2 separate regions of the Mus musculus genome follow, and region 2 is linked to region 1. The links are chromatin contacts, called in public promoter capture Hi-C maps. All regions are on one chromosome and are shown on one strand. Each heading gives the region's core, a stretch centred on a gene start, on an enhancer-like site or on the middle of the called end of the contact. The rest is flanking DNA. Distances are from core to core; before and after follow the strand shown. Region 1 holds the start of Nr2e1 (nuclear receptor subfamily 2, group E, member 1). Region 2 holds the start of Sim1 (single-minded family bHLH transcription factor 1).

Region 1 (2,791 bases), core at 86-2,585:
GTGTGCTGCTCTTGGTTCCTTGCCTCCCAGGCTCGGGCAATCCGGGAAAAGTTGCTTTCACGTGCTGAGGCCTGAGACAGGAGCATACAGCCCTTTCGAGTTGGGACCCGGTCCTTGGATCTGCAGGGCCAGGCAGTCACACGGGAGACTCCAACAGGCACTGCGGCCAGGTGAGGAGGGAGCTGCGGGAAGGGTGGGCTAGCGACCAGGAGGAGCGCTGTCCACAGCTCGCCAGCCCCCAGCCTCCAATTCGGTCTGGAGAGCTGGAGGCGCGACCTCTGACCCCCGGCCGGGCCCACGCCCCGAGGAGAGGCTGGCAAGCTCTTGTTCGACAAGTTCAAGCGGCGGAGGGAGCTTAAATAGAATTAATCTCTTAGAGATCGGAGATCAAGGCTCCCTCGGCGCGCGCTGTCCCCGCGCCGCGCCACGACCAAGATGCCAGAGAGCTCTAGGATTTCGGGTAGGCGACCCGGCTGGGGAGGAAGGTGGCGGAGCTCTCCAGAGTCCCCAGGCCTGCAGGGGTAAGCCAGCGACGCCCGCTGGGGACCAACCGCAGGAGGGAAGGCTTTGAGGCTTTGCCTCTCAGCTGCTCAGTACACGCAATGGAGGCGAGAGGGACGCCGCCAGCTCCGGGTTGGCCGGTTTTGTTTGCAAGAAGCTGGCGAAGCCCTCCCCGCGGCGGTGCCCAAAGCCGTCACGCCGAGGCCGAGGGACCGCAAGATCCCAGCCCAGTCCCCAAGACCGCGCACCGCGACCTCAGCTCTGGCTTTCCATAGATAGTTGCAAAATGAATAAATTACTCACCTCGGGCCAGATCCAAGTTTTACCCAACAGAAGGGGCGCGAGACCAACAATGAACCAACTCACATGGCCATGTCCGGGCGCACACAATCATACACAGACACAGCTACCCAATATCTTCCACGAATCTATCTGTCTGGCATTCTGGAGAGAGGGGAAAAGCGTTTTGAGAGAGCCCCACCACCCCTCCCCTCCTCCCTTCCCGTGAAATATAAAAATTCATATTTTTTTTATTACAAGAGCGGCTCCGTCCTCACCATCACGCACGCACGGAGCCGCTTGCCCGTATTCACTCTCAACTCGTCAGCTCCGAGAGCGCTTGCATTTTCTTTGGAAGCCGCTTGGAGGTTCATTAATATCATTAGCATTTAACCCCCTCCCTCTTCCCATCTCCTCCCCGCACATGGCTGACGTCAGACCCCGCCAGGAGTTGGGGGAAAAGCTAAGTGGGCCAGGGACGCCCTATTCCCCTCCCCGCGGCTGCCTGTCAGAGCGCTACTGGAGATATTACCAGAGACCCGGCCCGCAGCGACAGGCACAAAGTCACAGGGTAATGAACTTCGGGGACCCTTCGCCGCTGCGTGCGCGGCTGTCCCCGGAAACTCGGATCTGGCCACCTCTCCCCTTGGAAGATCTCCCAGCAATCTAGTTTCCCCTCTCGGCGCCGGGGCTCCGGCAGCGAGGAGCTTAATCTGCCTCTGAGACTGCGGCTGTGATTTTCGCCTTTCCACAGAAGATCTGCAGTCTGCAGAGAGCTGCCCACTCTGCACGCCTGTGTGGAGGGAGAGATTGGAAGCAGTACCAAGCATGGGGAACGAGGGGAAGTTCGCCTTCGTTGCTCCGTAGGAAGACCATTTCCGTGTCTCCATCTCTGTCCTTCCATATTCCCCTCGCGCTGTCCTCCCTCTTCAGCCTGCCTGTCCATCTCTCCATCTGTCTGTTCAAGACTGTGTCCACATCAAGCCGCATCCCCAGCAGCTGCAGTTTTGCTAGAGCCGGGAAAGAAACTTAAGGATGCTTACATTTCCACTGTGGAACGAATTCTGAGCGCCGGGGAGAGCAGGGCAGCGCACAACCAATAGCCACCTGTCTGTCCCGCCCGGGAGCCTCGCAGGCTGGAGGGCGGCTGGAGAGCGGCGGCGGCCGGCGGCGACGTGGGCGCCGTGGGTCGGGAATCCGGCAGTGCCCACCAACCGCTGCGCCCCGGGACCGCCAGCATGAGCAAGCCCGCCGGATCAACAAGTGGGTACCGCTCGGGCAGCCGCGGGGTCCTGGCGCGTGGCCTGGGGAGGGCAGGCTGGGAGGCCGGGATGGTCCTTCTGAGAGCTCTGAATTTGAGCCCCAGAGTAATACTCTCTCGGGCTTGTATGTCCGTTGGCCTAGCTCTCTTAGACTGTTGCGTTGGAGCGTTTCGTGCAACTGGGAGAGCAATTTCGTTGCTTCTGGATGCTAGCTCTTCCGGGTCTCCCCGGTGTATCAGGAAGGTTGCGACCCGTGGCAGCCCACCGGTCCAGCCTGCTGTTTCTATTTAGCTGCAGGTGCCGAAGGTGGGAGGGGTGAGCCAGGGGCGGGAACTGGGCCGCAGCTCCAGGCGGCCGCACAATAACGCAGCCGCTCAAAAACTCAGAGCTTGCAGCGCGCAAAAGCAACTCTGCAAAAAGCGGATTTCGAATGGAATGCTTTGCACTCCGTTTCCAGCTATTTCAAATAATCCTGCAAAACCGGGAAGCAGAAACCATTTAAAAGTCACATTTTCCTTAATCCTAAATCCGCGTAGGTCATAACTGGGGAATGTAAAGTATGGCGAGCCAGTCTAGCAAAGAGAGGACCAAATCCCTAATCCCAAGGACTTTCGGAGCGGGAGCCCAGCACCGACAGGAGTCTGCGGCCTGCTCACTCCGGACGCTTCTTCTTCCAGCTTCCTCTCCCATAGACCGCACTGCTGCAACTGATCTCTGTTGACCTCCAAAGACAGGCAGAAGTGCAGGGC
Region 2 (2,791 bases), core at 168-2,667, 8.3 Mb before region 1:
TTGTCTCATTTGTAAATAAACAAACTTCTTTCTCTAGAAGTTTTGTTTGTCTAGTAATCATTCTTTTACATTCTTAAAACTTCCTCCCCTAACAAAATATTTTTCTATTCTGTTTGTTATTTGGTTGAGGAAGGGTGAGCAAATGGGAGATCAAAGAGCTCCTTCCCTGGAGAGTATTCACGTTTCCTACTAAGTAGATATGAGTTCACACAAGACTATGCTCTGGGAAGTCCGCTCTTCCTCTCACAATGAGTATTAGTAACTGAAATTCCAACTTACAATCCTATCTGCTGCTGGTATTCTAACTTCTAGGCCCTATGAGAGTTTGTCTCGATTTGTCAGCCACCACTGAGGATACATTTCTGTCTGCTCTACTTTCCTCAAATCTTGACTATTTTGAGACAAATTTATGATTTTACAGATAACGCCAAGGCCAGAAATGCAACTCACAAAGCTCCGATTTAAGAATCTCTGGACATCTTAAAAAATGAGAACCAATTTACTATAAACAGCCAAGAGACTGGCGGAGTCCAGGCATACTGTTCGCACACACACGCCTGCCCTCGCGGAATTGTGGCCCTTTTGATAAATTATTATCTAGCTTACCTAGCACTATGTTTATACATCTAATCTATACCTAGCAAAAATAAGCAATTGGGCAGTACTCCTGATTTCTATTGGATACATGTCTGACTAGAGGAACAAAAAGGAAAGTCATGTTTGGATTAGCCGTGCTTTCAACTGAGCCAAATGTTGATAAAAGCACTATTGGGTTATTTCCCAACCAAATATATCGAATGTGTTGGAGAGAGAAATACGGGGAAGAAGAGAAAGACTAAGAAAGGCAGGGAAAGCCCTTTGGCGCTGACTGATCAAATAGCTTGGTTAAATTTCCCTTTTCAGAGAATGTAACCCACGCCGGTAAACACAAGTACATTTCTGTGCTGCTGGGGTAGGTTTACTCCTTCGAAATTCAATCTAGGCACAGACGCTTACCTTCTGGAAAGACCACTCTCATTTTGAGATAGCTGGTCGTGAGTCTGATGATGGATGCTTTGTCCAGTTGGGAGGTGATGGCTGAGGGTAAAGGCAGTAATTTAGCCAGTTCATAAAATTCACTGTTTTCTTTCTCCCTCCTCGTTCGGGCAGCATTTTTAGACTTTTCTTTCATCGTGTCTCGGGCTCCCTTTCTTCTTACAACGTAAACTCCACAGACTCATCCAAAACCAAAAGTTAACTTTCAATTAGAGATCACACTCGGTAAAAACATAACTTTAAACAGGAGGCTGAAGTTTGCTCCGGGAAGACACGAATGATGGACAGGGCAATGCGGCAAACAAAATACTTTCTTGAAAACGTGAGGTGTAAGTATAAAAGAAAGCTGCTGGTTCACGGCAAATCCGGGCAATCCTTTGGGACTCTAAGTATAAAATGCTGGAAGGACTCCCGAGGAGCCAACCTTTTCATCTGATCCGCGGTAAGAACCCGGGTCCTTGGGAAATCGACATAATAATACCCGACGTTTGTTTTCCAACTCCTCTGGTTCTGAGCTGGTTTGTAGGAAACAGGAATCGCGGGTAACTTCTTTCAGATCACTACGAAGACAAGAACACCAAGGAATAAGACATCTGTGGCTAAACTCAAACCCACTATAATTCAGCCAACCGGGCCCCAAAGGGCCTCTGCGCTCATACTCTGCTCGTCACAGCCCTGGGTATTTAAAACTTGGGCAGGTCGGTCCCGGGACAGGCTGGGCTTCCGCTCGCCGCGGCCGGGATGTAGCACCGACGGCTAAATGCGCGTCTGCGGAGAGCTCGGCCGGCCGTGCGCGCCAAGCCAGGCTATCCAGCCGTGCAGAATTCCTCCACTGCCCCGGACTCCGGCTGCCTCTCCCCGGCGGGGTTCACGTCTGAGGGGTTCCTGGAGAAGTGCTGCTTATGCATCAAACCCCCGGGGACTCCCGCAGTTGCACACAGGGCACCGCAGCGCAGAGTTAACAGGTGGCACGCGCGACAGCCCCTCGTAGGCATCACCTGGAGCTCTTGGCTCCTCACCTACCTTACGTCCTCGAGAGCCGCGGAGGCTGCTAAGGCTCCCGCCCCCTAACTGCTTTCAAGCCTGCGCGCTTGCGGAGCCTCAGCGGCAGCCTCCCGGCTGTCACCCGCAGCCCGCAGAGTGTGCCTGGGCCACCTTCCCATGGGCATGAATGGGGGAGGGGTAGGTAGCAGCGGGAGGAGAACACAGGCTGGGGACAGGAGAGGTGTTTTCCGAGTCCGAGTCCTCCGTAGTGTTGGGAGCCGGTACTGTTCCTAATTGGGAGCCCAAAGCGCCCCCCTGTAACTTCTTTATAGCTTACCGGGTTTAGCTTCAACTTCGCTCCCAGGTTCCCTTTCTCCCGCCCTTCTCAAACGCCACTCACAAATTTTCTCTCTTCCTATTGGTCATAGGCAACCAAGACGCGGCGCTCATTGGCCAATCGGGGTGAGTGACGAGCATGCTCCCTGCTCCTCCTCCCCCCCCCCCCCCACGCGACTGGGCTCGCGGCTCGGGTCCTACAGTGAGCCTGGCAGCTCCGCTCCTAATGAGCCCCGGGCGCGGGGTCGCCGCTGCCCCGCTGCCGCCGCCGCTCCAAACCCCGAGGTCTTCGGCGTGCCGAGTGACACTCGCGCTCCCTAGACTCGGGTGTCTGCGCACAGCGTGCGGCCTTGCGGGGGCTGGCTAGCCGAGGCTCCAGGAACGCGTGCGAATAGCATCCCAGACAGTGGCCAGGATTTCCCCACGGCTGCGCGCC

The links. Promoter capture Hi-C pulls out the DNA fragments that hold promoters and counts their contacts.
Region 2: a contact with region 1 is called in a promoter capture Hi-C map of second pharyngeal arch cranial neural crest. The contact joins the promoter of Sim1 here to the promoter of Nr2e1 in region 1. A contact is called at or near these places in 5 of 39 promoter capture datasets (cranial neural crest, frontonasal cranial neural crest, hippocampal neurons and 2 more) and 8 of 484 Hi-C or Micro-C datasets (cerebellum, embryonic ectoderm, embryonic stem cells and 1 more).

What each region holds. Positions count from the first base shown.
Region 1 is chr10:42,582,134-42,584,924 of GRCm38.p6, reverse strand. Nr2e1 (nuclear receptor subfamily 2, group E, member 1) reads left to right here and starts at 1,335. Exons shown (of 9, transcript NM_152229.3): 1 at 1,335-2,043. The coding sequence starts at 2,019. Gm38491 (predicted gene, 38491) reads right to left here and starts at 1,133. Exons shown (of 2, transcript NR_169130.1): 1 at 1,059-1,133; 2 at 1-945.
Region 2 is chr10:50,894,277-50,897,067 of GRCm38.p6, reverse strand. Sim1 (single-minded family bHLH transcription factor 1) reads right to left here and starts at 1,417. Exons shown (of 11, transcript NM_011376.3): 1 at 997-1,417. The coding sequence starts at 1,171. It overlaps A230054N11Rik (a long non-coding RNA gene), which reads left to right and starts at 2,534. Exons shown (of 2, transcript XR_871640.2): 1 at 2,534-2,791.